2 separate regions of the Mus musculus genome follow, and region 1 is linked to region 2. The links are chromatin contacts, called in public Hi-C maps. All regions are on one chromosome and are shown on one strand. The core of a region is the stretch at or near the end of the contact, and the rest is flanking DNA. Distances in the headings are between cores, read along the strand shown. Region 1 holds the start of E130310I04Rik (RIKEN cDNA E130310I04 gene). Region 2 overlaps Mylk (myosin, light polypeptide kinase).

The links. A called contact is a pair of places that touch in the nucleus more often than the background predicts.
Region 1: a contact with region 2 is called in a Hi-C map of embryonic fibroblasts, with 2.1 times the contacts expected there. The contact joins the promoter of E130310I04Rik here to the enhancer-like site in region 2. A contact is called at or near these places in 1 of 39 promoter capture datasets (the 3T3-L1 cell line), 3 of 484 Hi-C or Micro-C datasets (3T3-L1-derived adipocytes, cranial neural crest and embryonic fibroblasts) and 1 of 9 other capture datasets (embryonic stem cells).

The regions. Positions count from the first base shown.
Region 1 is chr16:34,957,020-34,963,246 of GRCm38.p6, forward strand. E130310I04Rik (RIKEN cDNA E130310I04 gene) reads right to left here and starts at 1,975. Exons shown (of 4, transcript NR_045723.1): 1 at 1,748-1,975. All of the region lies in intron 21 of Mylk (myosin, light polypeptide kinase), which reads left to right.
Region 2 is chr16:34,857,103-34,863,043 of GRCm38.p6, forward strand. Mylk (myosin, light polypeptide kinase) reads left to right here. Exons shown (of 32, transcript NM_139300.3): 3 at 3,462-3,669. Among named protein-coding and RNA genes, the nearest start is that of Mylk, 75 kb to the left of the region's middle. Within about 2 kb of position 3,814, at least 34 of the 459 cell types and tissues checked have an H3K27ac peak or open chromatin away from gene starts, as enhancers often do. A contact at or near this core is called in embryonic fibroblasts, where this site is marked.

The DNA.
Region 1 (6,227 bases), core at 725-3,224, 98 kb after region 2:
CAAGAGCTCTCATCTCAACCTACAGACAAACAGCAGACAGGACCAACTTGAGACAGCTCACATCTTTTGAAACCTTAAAGTCTCCCTCCAGGGACATACTTCCTCTAGCTAGTCCACACCTCCTAATTCTCCTCAAACAACCACCAACTAGGAAGCAAGAACTTGTGGGGGGACATCTGATTCAAGCCTGCAAATCCCCACCTGGGATCAAGGCCACTTCCTCTTACTTTCAGGGGTCGGAGCACGGAGACTGCATCATGTACACACTCCAGGCTATGCTCTGGTGCCCCTAGACGGAGGTATCAGTGACCTTCAGAACTTTTATCCTTCTCTGGAGACACGTTCCCCGTTGCCATCCCCCTGCCCCCTCCCCACTCCCAGGACACACACAAAGCCCTTAGGCCTCTAGCTTCACTGAGAACTACGAGGCATTAGACTCCTCTGAACTTGGTGGCCTCCAGACCTCCAGGTACCTGTACACCATGCCATCAATGGCTCCTGTACCTTGAGGAGGGTTCTTTTCTTTGGTCCAGTTCCCAGGTTCTCAGGACTCCACCATCCTCAGCTCACTCAGCTTTTCATCCCCCGCTTGTTCCAACAGCACAGGCATTACCCCACCCCCACCCCCTGCATCGATTGGCCTTCCTGCAGTGCTCTGCTTTCTGTGCCCCAGCCCCTGGGCTAACCCGGTGGCAGAGCAGCCTCACCCCTTGGCCTCTGGCCCTCTGCAGCTACCTGCCCCTTAATCCCATGTTGCTTGGTCTAGAGAGACTGTTTCTCTAAGGTCACTGTGATTGCTAACCCTAAGTTCTTCCCCTTTCTATATCTCTGAGTTCCCAGTAAGCTGAACCCCTATTTAGACCGAGTCTCAAGATTTGGTGTTGCCTTCTTTCCTAGTAACTGTTTTTACGTTCCGATCTGTCTTCTGACACATCTAAATCGCTTTCTATGTGGCTTCCTCCCATGGGTGATGCTCACTGTTTTCCCTCGGTCATGGTTCCCCTTGTGGCAGATGCATATAGTACAGTAGAGGGACACAAGAAGGTGCAGCTAGGGGGACAGTAGACTGTGTTGTATGCCTGTGTGGGCCTCCATATATGGGGCTCCTGAAAGACTTTGGCCTGGTATTTAATTGCATACACATTAGATTTGAGTAGGTTTTCCAGTCAATCTTGGCTTTCAAGCTTACAGGGTTTCAATTAGACAAAGGGGCTCCTTTGGGTTCAGTGTGAAGACTAGTCCCCAACTTCACAGCAGGGCTCACACCTACAGAACAAAAGAGTGTTAGAAAGGATTCATGAGCCACAGCGGGGATCTGAGGAATGTCCCAAGCATGAAGTTGGCAGTTGGAGAGGACTCAGAGGCTCTCTTAGTGCTGTCACTCTGTGGTCCCTAACTTTGGTCCCAGTCTTCCTTCTCCATCTTTATCTCCTATCCTCACCTTAGGCCCAAAGTGGATAGGTATGTCTCCAGCCATGCAGAAGGGAAACTAAGGGAAGAACTCATTTCAGACTCTCAAAAGCCTGCCCTCCAGATGTGCCCATGGCCTGTGGATGGCTAAAGAGTGAAGAATCTCTCTAAGACAGAGAAACCTCTTCCTCAGCCTTCCCATCTATCTGCCCCTGTGTGGGGTCAACAACTTTAAACTGCCTTTCTGAAACCAGTGCCCCCTACCCCAATCGGGGCCACCCCGGGCCGTGCCACACTCCCCTTCCCCCAGCCCCACTGCGGGAGCTGCAGTTCTGACCTTTTATGGTTGAGTTTCTCATTCTCCACTGCCGGTGCTGACAGGGCCATCGGTGTGGCTGCCTGCCAGCTGGCAGGAGCAACATGTTAAATGCCGTCCTAGGAGGGGAATGGAATGGGGAGCAGGCTCTCTGTCTGCCTCCCCCACCCCAGAGCTAAGAATAGAATCGCTCAATAAAATGAGGACTCGTATTGATGGCCACAGCACAGCTACATCCATTCAAAGCCCATGAATTTAGACTTAGGCCAAAGTAAACCAGGATTAACCTGATTTACCTGTGTGTCTCCAGGGACATCTGCATATTATCTGATTGGGGTTTATTAAGTAGATATAAACACAAATGAGATAAAGTAGATATTGTTCCACCTATTCTGGACAGTTTTCAAGCACTTGAAACGCATCCACTTGATGGGCCGACTAAATAAGGCCACTTAAAAGTGACTTGTGCTCCTTAGCTGCAGAAGTCTCTTGTGGCATATTCTCTGAAGAGCTGCCTTCTTTTCAGATCACTCAAGAGTCTCATTTTCAAATCAACAAAAGCTAGCCCTTCCCCCCCCCCAAGTTGGTTTAAGTGAGGGATACTTAGCTATTTCCGAGGCTAATTATTGTATTTTAAGAAGCAGCATAAGAATGAGGTTTGCAGCCTGGCCTGGGCCTGCGCCTGCGCCTTCTGGGCTGTTCTGTGTGACCTGGGAGAGGATGAGGGAGGAGCAGGGGATCCAGATGGATTCTTTAATGTCACTCACCCAACACAAGAATAACAGGCCTCCTCCTAACTCTAAGGGAGAAAAACAAAGTATCAAGAACCCAACCTACACCAACTACATTCTGAGTTTAAAGCTGATGTGATTTGGAAGGGCTGGAGATACGCCTTAGAGATTCCCGGCTTACCAGTGTAAGCATGACACTAGCTTGGTCTCATTCTGCCTGACAGCATAGAAAGGACGGAACCCTGTCTGGATGCACAGGGTTGTGGGACTCTCCTGTGGCTTTGTCCATGACTAGTGAGTGTTCCGGCTTGCTCTGATAATGCACCCTGACTAAAAGCAACATAGGGAGAAAAGAGTGGATTGGCTCACAATTCTGGCTTACAGTCCACCATCTCAGGGCTAGGCTAGGCTAGAACTCAGGTCGCTAGTCATTTCACATTCATGGCCAAGAGCCGAGAGACCAAATGCATCGCGGTGTGCTCTCTTGCTCTCAGTTAGCTTACTCCCCTCATACTATCCGGTTTGCCCTGCCTAGGGAATCTACAGCCACAATGGCCTGAGTCTTCCTGCCTCAGATAACAGTCAAGACATTCCCCATAGATACACCCACAGGCCAACCTGATCTGTGTAATTCCTTGTTAAGGCTTTCTTCCCAGTTGATTCACGGTTGTATCAGACTGACAGTTAAAACTAACCAGCACCGTGAATTCAGCCTCAGCCTCAGCCTCTTAGAGCCTCTTTCCAAGCGTGTGCCGTAGTTTAGGCCAGTAGCTGTTGGATTCAGGATCAGTGCTTGGCCATCTCTGCAGGCCCAGCCCAGACAGACATGGTGTGGGCAAACACAAAGAGGGCAAAGGGAAGCCGGGCTGTTGGGAAGCATCACAGACAAGGTTCTCTGGTTTCCCAGCAGTAGCCACCCTCTACTGAGCACAAACTCTTGCAGCTGGAAGGATTTCCCATTCTGCCAGCCATGTCTCCAGGGAGCCCTGGGAGAATTCCGAGGAAGCATGGGTCCAGCCGTAGCCAGCGAGCCAGTCTCTTGTTTGTCAGGCACTGTCCAGGCCAGATGTGTCTGTCTTTAGCAGAGAGGCTCATGGGAGAACCCTGGTCCCACCCGGTAGTTAGTTCAACTCATGTGGGCTCTGTACTTGGAAAGGATAAAGAGCATCAGACACAGCTCTGAGGATAAGCACGGAGGAGGGATCCTACACTCCTAGCACTCCTGAACCTTTGTGGTCCAAGAGCGTCAGGGTTATAAAGCACACAGGCCCAGCACCATGTTCCAGGGAGGTTTGTCCTTCTGCTGGTCACATGCGGGCCTGACCCTTTAGTCTCCTAAAATAGTGATGAGAGTGGAACACTAAGACAAACATGCAAGACTCTCTGAATGTTCGTGTTCAAATCCCTTCACATTCTGCTTGTCATGCGAGCCTCCTCCCCCATGGTCTGCACCTTCTCCTGTACTGGCTGAGGGAAGCCCCACCACGTGTAAATTAGTGGTGCCTGTACCAAGGGTAGGTGCACACAGCAACTCTTCAGCAACGTTGATCTCTCCAAGTTGTTTTTTTCCAGAGCAAACCAGAGAGAAGGCAGTCGGCCAATGGCCAGGGTCTTTACTTGTATAAAGCTCCATGACTAAGTCTGCCAGAAGGTCTGGGGCAGGGACAGTAAGGACTTCTCCTCCCCTACCCCCACCCTCACCCCCCAAGCAGGCTCCTTCACTTCCTTAGCTGATTTCCAGAGGACTTGAGCCACTTGCCGCTAAGAGGATTTAGAATAATAAACATCTTTGCCAACACCAGAAATGTTTCTTAAAAAGACCAATATATCCTTCAGAACAAACAGAATTTCTAAGAGAACATTTTCAACAACCAGTGAAAGCGGCTCACAATTCCTCCTCCACCAGTTGCAGGAGGCCTCCTGTGTCGCCGGGGAAAGTAGGAAGTGGCCTTGACAGGACTTAAAACAACCAGGAGAAGTGGCTCCTTACAGGAGGCCACCAGCCTCACAGTGAGGCTGCCTGCAGTGATGGGAGGTGGCTCTCTGGGAGCAAATGAGTCCCAGGCAGCAAAGATTAAGCTAGTATATCAAAGAAGGAGACAGGAGATTAGGGGTAGGCTTCAATGGGTAGAGTGCCTGCCTGTCTAGGGACTGTGAAACCTTGAGTTCTGAGCCCAGCACCACATACACCAGGTGTCCTGGGGTAATAGAAGTACTAAACGTACTGAACACCAGTCAGGAGGATCAGAAGTTCAGGTTCATCTTTGACTAGGGAATGAGTTCCAGGCCCACGTTAGGCCTTAACTCATCATAAATAAATAAATAAATAAATAAATAAATAAATAAATAAAATGGAGGAGAGGTGAGAAGGAATATGTGTGTACATATGAATATCCACAAAATAAATATACAGTTAAAATTGATATTGAATTATTTTAAAATAAATTTATTTATTTAAATTCACTTAAAACTAAAAAGAAGGGGAAAAGAATTAAAGTGGAGGAGGGGTGAAAAGGAATGTTATGCACATAGGAATGTGCACTTTTATATTTGCATGTGTGCAGCCTCACGAATACGTATCCACACACAGACATACAGAGATGTTCCTTCACAGAGTCCTAGGGCCATTTTTCAGGATCCCTTTGGCCTCCCTGTCTGGCTGGGCTTCAGAGAGGAAACAGAAGTACTTACCTGTCTGTTTGCTTACTCGGTATACAGACATACATGTTAACACCATTTTCCCAGTGAGAAAGACAAACAAGCTAGCCTTAAATTTTCTGACTTTCGCATACAAATCCACATCACATAGTTTCAATTGCTGTTTTGTGAGGGAACTCAAACTTGGTTGGTGGAGAATGAAAGGGTTTCTATAATTAGCAGATAGCTGTAACTAACCAAACAACTGCAGAAACTAACCAGAGAAGTAGAAGTTTTGTTTAGATAAGCAACTAAGAACACCTGGGGAAACTCAGAGACTTCATTAAACTGTTAGCTGCCATGATTTGGCTTGAACTGAGCAGCCTCACTGGTCTAAGCCAAGGTCATCCGGGAGGGAAGGCGGCCAGCCAAAAGGCCCACTTCTCTTCTGTCTTCAGTCCGTTTTTCTCTCTCTTAGCCAAGGACAGGAACGATATACAATTGTGGTTCACTTCTGAAATTCTTTCTCTCATTGCATACCAGTCACATGATAGTTGAAGATGTTGGGTAAAGGTTTTTGCCTGGTGATAAAACTTGTGTTTGGCATGTATGGAATTCTGCAGCACTAAAACCCAAAACAGCAACGAAGAGGAACGCAGGAGTGGTTTTTGTTTTTGTTTTTTTCAATCCACTATAAAGTTAGAAATAAGCTTCTTATTAATAATAACAATTGGTCAAGTTGGCCACCTTCTAAGAATACTTCCCAACACTCTACTGTTACCTGCACTGCCCATATAAGGAAATTGAAGCACAGAGCATTTAATAGCTACTGAGCGAGGACAGATCTTTGTTCAAAGCCAAATTGACCTGATTTAAGAGCTTTAAGATCTACTGTGCTATCAAGCCCCTCGAAGGGACAGGTGTTTCCCAAGTCCCAAAGAAAGTGGTGTCACAGGTCACTGGCTCTGGGCCTGACAGACACATGGCCCTCCCCCTCGTCCCCCCCCAAAAAACTTTCTCTCAAAACGTATTTCATGGGAAATAGTCTACAACTCCTACACAGCTTCCTAGATCTGTTTATTCTGAAAAAAAAGTGTTTATGACTTGGACAAAGTACAGGAAACCACGACTTC
Region 2 (5,941 bases), core at 2,564-5,063:
AGGGGGGCTATCAACAATAAATAAGCCAGGCTTCGGGAATCTCTTGCAGTTGGTCACAGATGTTCCAGTGAAGACGACAGCTGTGGTGCTCGGATGAGAGTATTCTCCAACCTGAGATCCCTCCCTCATAGTGCCGAGAGTCAGGCTTCTCTGAGAACTAGACATGTGTGGGTGTTCATCAGCCTCTGGATAGAAGATCCTAGCCACTGAAATCCCACCAGTCGCTTCTTAATTAAAGGCTGTTCATAGATCCCAAGAATGTGAACCAAGACTTCCCACCTTCTCTACTTGGACCCCAGCATAGTGAACAGGCAGTGATAAAAGCAACATCCTGAAACCTCTCTAACATCTTTACTGATGTTAGAGAGCACTTGATGAGCTCTCACAGTGGTAGGCGACACGTTCACCTTGCAGATCATTCAGACCTTGGGACTCAGCAAGTTCACAGAGGCCCCGCCTTTGCTTTAGATCCGGGAGCTATGAAAGCCTTGTTTGTACACTTTGACTTTCTTAACTAATGCCAGGTTCAGCATACTTAGAACGCGTTGAATAGTTATTCTAATAAGGCATTTCAGAAGTAACTTTGGAATATGTGTAGACAATGAGGAGAATAGAGAAAAAGACCAGGAGAGCATGTCCCTGAGATCTGGACCACTTTCAGTGTACCCAGTTAAACATTGATACCCCCAGCGGCCTGCTGCAGGGGGCCACCGTGCAGGCTGCTGGAATGTCTGGAAGTCGTAGGTGCTGTTAATCATTTCTCTCCTCCTGCTTGCAGGGCTGAGCCTCTATGCTCTGAGGTTGACAGGAAGCCTGGGATCATCTTCAGGAAGGTGGGCTAGCTCTGCCTTACAGAGTTCTGGAGAAGAGAAATGTGGTTTGGAATTCTCATATGAGCAGCCACACAAGAGCTCCCTTGCTTGGTCTCTGAAAACCTGAGGAGACTGTTTTAACAGGATACATGCTGTCTGGTGCTTCTTTGTATGAGTGTGTGACAAAATTAAAGCCATAGGATGACAAGATTTTATATGGGATCATGATACGGGCCATCTTTAAATGCACATAATGGTTATTTGTGTAGCTCTTTTATTCAAAAATAATAATAAATGAGTGGCTATATATCCATTAGAGAAGCATGAATGGAAGAAGTACATTTATATTTTCTTCTGTTTAACAAAGACTAAGTGTGTGACATTTCTAGAAATATCACACGTGAACGGTTTACTAAAAAGGAACGAGAGAGAGTCCCATATCAGTACTGGCCCAGAGACGTGCATGGTCACACTCAGTTTTCTGTAACAATAGTGAAGGTTCGTATACCCAGGTGGATATACTCACCTTCACTCTGTCAACCTAAGGTAGGAAATAGTTGCTGTGGTAGGACCATAGCGGCTTCAGGCATTGCTGACAAGTTTTGGAGGAGACAACTGAAGCATTTCTTTGTGGGTAATTTGTCTCTGTCATGAGTCTGATTTAGATTTTTACAGGAAGGAGCTTTTTTGTTTGTTTATGGGAATTACAAATAAGATGAGTAACACTGACTTGGTGTTTGGGGCTTTTTCTTCTCCATTCAATCCTGACTCTACATTAGCAGGGCTGGAGAGGCCGGTCATGTAAGATTTATAAACTGCTGCTGAAGGGATGATTGTATGAATTAATCAAAGGATTGTTGTTGGCTTTGGGCTTTTTAACTGCGACTCAAAGCTTCCTTCCTTAGGAACAAAAATCTACATCTTAGATACTCAGACTTGGGTCTGAAGATGCTGGGACCGGAAGAGCTGAGGAGACTTGACCACGTGCAGGCCGTGATGAGGTTGGGGTGGGTCCCCAACATCACAGAAAGTAAAGGACAACTCCTGCTGCTAAAAACACTGCGCCCCTTCTTTAGTGTGCTAGGGAAGGAAGAGCATGTGGGTCCCAGCAGTTCAAACACACAAAACCCCTGATAGCCGTATATCATCGCTACCTGACCTTGTGAGGAAGAGGGAGAGCTATAGAGTATATGTGTGTTGGGACGGGGAGGGCTAGGCTGCAGATTTTAGTTTCATTTCTCCAGAAGCCATCCTTTCTTGCCTTGGACTGGCTGCCTGGATAAAAGCTGTGCCTGCAATCTTTTCTAACAAAAGCAGGTTCCTCCTAAGGAGGCTCCCATACTGTGCTTGTGTGTTTCCCAATGCACAAATTTACCTATTCTGCGGCCTCAGTGAAATGGGTTAAGCCCTGCTCCTCTGAGGACAGGTCCACCTTGAGGGGCCATTGAGTCCCAGGTGTTCAAGGGCACTTACAGAATTTTCATATCTGGAACTCAAGCAGAATTTTTATAAATTTTATATTCTCTCTCTCTCTCTCTCTCTCTCTCTCTCTCTCTCGTGTTGTGTGTGTGTGTGTGTGTGTGTGTGTGTGTGTGTGTGTGTGTGTGTGTATGAGATTCATATGTGAACAGAGGTGCTTAAAGAGTCAAGAACAAGGCCTTGGATCCCCAAAGGTAGCATTACAGGAGGTAATGGCCTTCCTGACATGGCTGGGAACCAAATTTGTGTTCTCTACAAGAACAATTCATGTTTCTAACTGCTGAGTCATCTTTCTAACCCCTCAATGGGAATTCTTTTTTTTTATTTTTTTATTTTTTGGTTTTTCGAGACAGGGTTTCTCTGTGTAGTCCTGGCTGTCCTGGAACTCACTCTGTAGACCAGGCTGGCCTCGAACTCAGAAATCCACCTGCCTCTGCTTCCCAAGTGCTGGGATTAAAGGTGTACACCACCACACCTGGCTACTCAATGGGAATTCTTAGATTGGGGTTTTCTCTGCCTCTCTCTCTCTCTCTCTCTCTCTCTCTCTCTCTCTCTCTCTCTCTCGATAGCTTTACTCTCTGAATAAGATTCTCTGAAGCTTGGATGTGTCAAGGACTTGGAAAAGTAGTGAACATCTGGGAGCACTCACAGACACCCTTAAGTATTGCTAGAGGCAGAGAGCTGGTGCAGAGCTCAAAGTGCCACAGGAGGCATTTGTAAGGGGGCATCCTTTCCAGAAGCCACAGGAAAGCTGCAGAGAGAAACAGGTTGGAATTCATCTTAATGCATCTTCATGACTTATTGTCAAAATATAAGAAAGTATTACTTTCCCAGCATGTAGTCAATATAGTTTAATATTGAGGGTTTTGGTGCTTGTTTTTGTTTTTGGTGAAGAGGGATTCGTACAGAGCCTCACTTGGCCCAAGGTTGAATTTTCCGTGTAGCTGAAGATCGGTCACCTTGAGCCCCCGATCTTCCTGTCCACCTCCCAAGGTCTGCAGTCACAAGTGTGTGTCACAGGGCTCAAATTACTGAGGTCTTTTTTTTTCCTTTTTTCCTTTTTTTTGTGACCCAGTGTGTAATGCACAGAAAGTGTGAACTCTGAACTCTACTACACATCGTAGTGAGTGCGTATGAAACAGAAGTCCTTACGGTTTCTTTTCCTTGTAGGTCCGGGGCTACCCAGAGCCCCAGGTGACATGGCACAGAAAAGGGCAAGCCATCACCAATGGTGGCCGCTTCCTGCTGGACTGTGGAGTGCGGGGGACTTTTAGTCTTGTCATCCACACTGTCCGCGAGGAGGACAAGGGCAAATACACCTGTGAAGCTAGCAATGGCAGTGGCGCCCGCCAGGTGACCGTGGAGCTGACTGTGGAAGGTGAGTCCCATGGGGCACTGCTGCAGGAGCTGAGCTGCCAGCTCCAGAGTCTCCTGCTGCACTTCAGCCCTCTCTCAAAGATGGAGGGACTTAGAAGAGAAGCCGCACCCTGTTTGAGGCTTTGGACCGTCCTGACTCATATTCCAGCTTTGGCATGACTCACATCACACCAAGAGTACAAACAGACCTTACATAGGGATGCATGGCCCATCCCCCACCCTCCTCACCTGTCACCCCACTGTGGCCAAGCCTTGCCACATTTGACAAGACCTCGGGATTTCACCCTGTCACTTGCCCAAAGAAGAGCTCTTGCCTTGGCCCTTCACTTAGCTCACACTCATGTGAGCTTCAGGCCTCTGCTCAAGGATCCCCAACTTAAAGAACCCCCTTTTAACCCCTCAGCTTTCAACTCCCCTTCCTGTAAATGCTCTCACAGTTTTCCTCTAAGGCTTGCCACCCTCTCACCCATTGCACAGGCTCTGAGACATAGGGTCACCATCTTGTCTATTACTATTTCTTAAGCATCTGGAATGTTCTCTGCACAGGTGAATACCAAATGTTTGGGAAATGACTAGAAAGGACTTAATCATCGTTAGCATTGCCATGAAGTAATAGTGCTTACTATAAAAAATATTTAACAGAAAAAAAGTTTATTAATTAATACATGGTCAGTTGTCTCCCCCCCCCCCACTTCTGTGATTAAAATAATTTACTAACTTTCAAGCATCTGGGAGACACATTTGACTATAAATAATACCAGGGTTTGTCACTGGTGCATCTTCCTGGCAGGCTGAAGCTGCTCTGATGGGTTCAGGCCACTGACAGAGACTCAGGGTCTGATGTCTGGAAAGAGAAGGGGTCAGCCAACCCCTCGGATGTAAGCATGCTTTCCCAGACCCTTCTAGGCCTTTCTGGGAGCTGATAAGCAAGGTAGACAGACTTGCTCCTTCTTTATTTGTTGTTTTGTTTGTGTGTTTGTTTGTTTTTAGAAGACTGTACTCCTAATCTCATTTGCAAGAGACCCTGTGAGCAATATAGATAGCCAGTTAAGGCCGCCTTGGAAAGTTCTAGAAGGGATTCGGTGCACTTGGGACAGTGGCCACTCCGTGACCCCTTTTCCCTGTTTCCCCACACAGTTGCAGGCACACAAGTTCTGCTGAGCAGAGTGTACATAGTTTGGATGCTTTCCTCAAATTCTTTAACTAAGCGACTCAGTCATTTAGTGACCTTCAAGTGCCTGTGGCAGGAGCGTTCTGGACACAGGGTGGCTTCTGGTCAGAGGTCTCAGGATAAGCTTCCCAGGAGTCATTCTGATGTGGTGCGCTCTCTGTACTAACTGATCACACAGCCTAAACTTGGAATATTGAGGCCCTTGAACAAAAATTACCCTGCTTCCTTTTCTGATTTCCTGTTTGGAGCTGAGAGTGGAGAGGTGCTGAGTTATGAGTCACGGTCCAAAGTCCTGATCCCAACATTTGCCAACATAGTGTGAGACGCGAAACCTCTGAACCTTGGCTTCTGCAGAAAACGGATGTGAATTCCAAGCTTTGCAGCCTGGCTTGGCCCTTATTCTCTATGATCCATATTAAGGAAGACTGGGGTGTGTTGGGAATGCAGGGAAATTATATAAACCAGACATACTCAGGTGTGGTGGTTGCTGCATGCCTTTCATCTCAGCACTCAGGAGGCAGACACAGATAGATCTCTGAGTTCAAGGCTAGCCTGGTCTACATAAAACTGAGATAACTTGTGAACTTTCTCCTTGGTTCCTACTGTTCAGGAAGTTGTATCTGATGGCTCAATCCAGAGAGAACATTTTCATGTCAGAAGCAAGGAGGTGGGACAACTATAGAAGAGCAAGATAAGGTTCACGTTCCTCCTCTTTTGGTGGGTTTTAATTGGGATAAATTGGCTCAGGCATTTAAGATGTGTTGTGCTTCTAACTACGGGAAAATGGTCTCATGCCTGCAGCCTCTCTCTGTGTGAATGGGCCTGCGTGCATCCCACTTCTGTTTGAGCTGATGTGTTTGGGGCCACCTTAAGCCCCATAGGCCTAGATGATGTATTCATCATCCATTACCATGGAGATGCTGTCAACTCCGCGCCATGTTAGCATCGACATTCACAAAGCGACTCCAGCAGCCAGCCCACTGGCCTCCTGTGCAGCTCTGGGCTGGGCATCCCACTGTGTTCATCCCTGAACAGAACAGAGGTCCTGGGATGAAACGTTTGACTGAGAGGTGGAAACTTTTAACCTTTAGAGGCAGGGTTG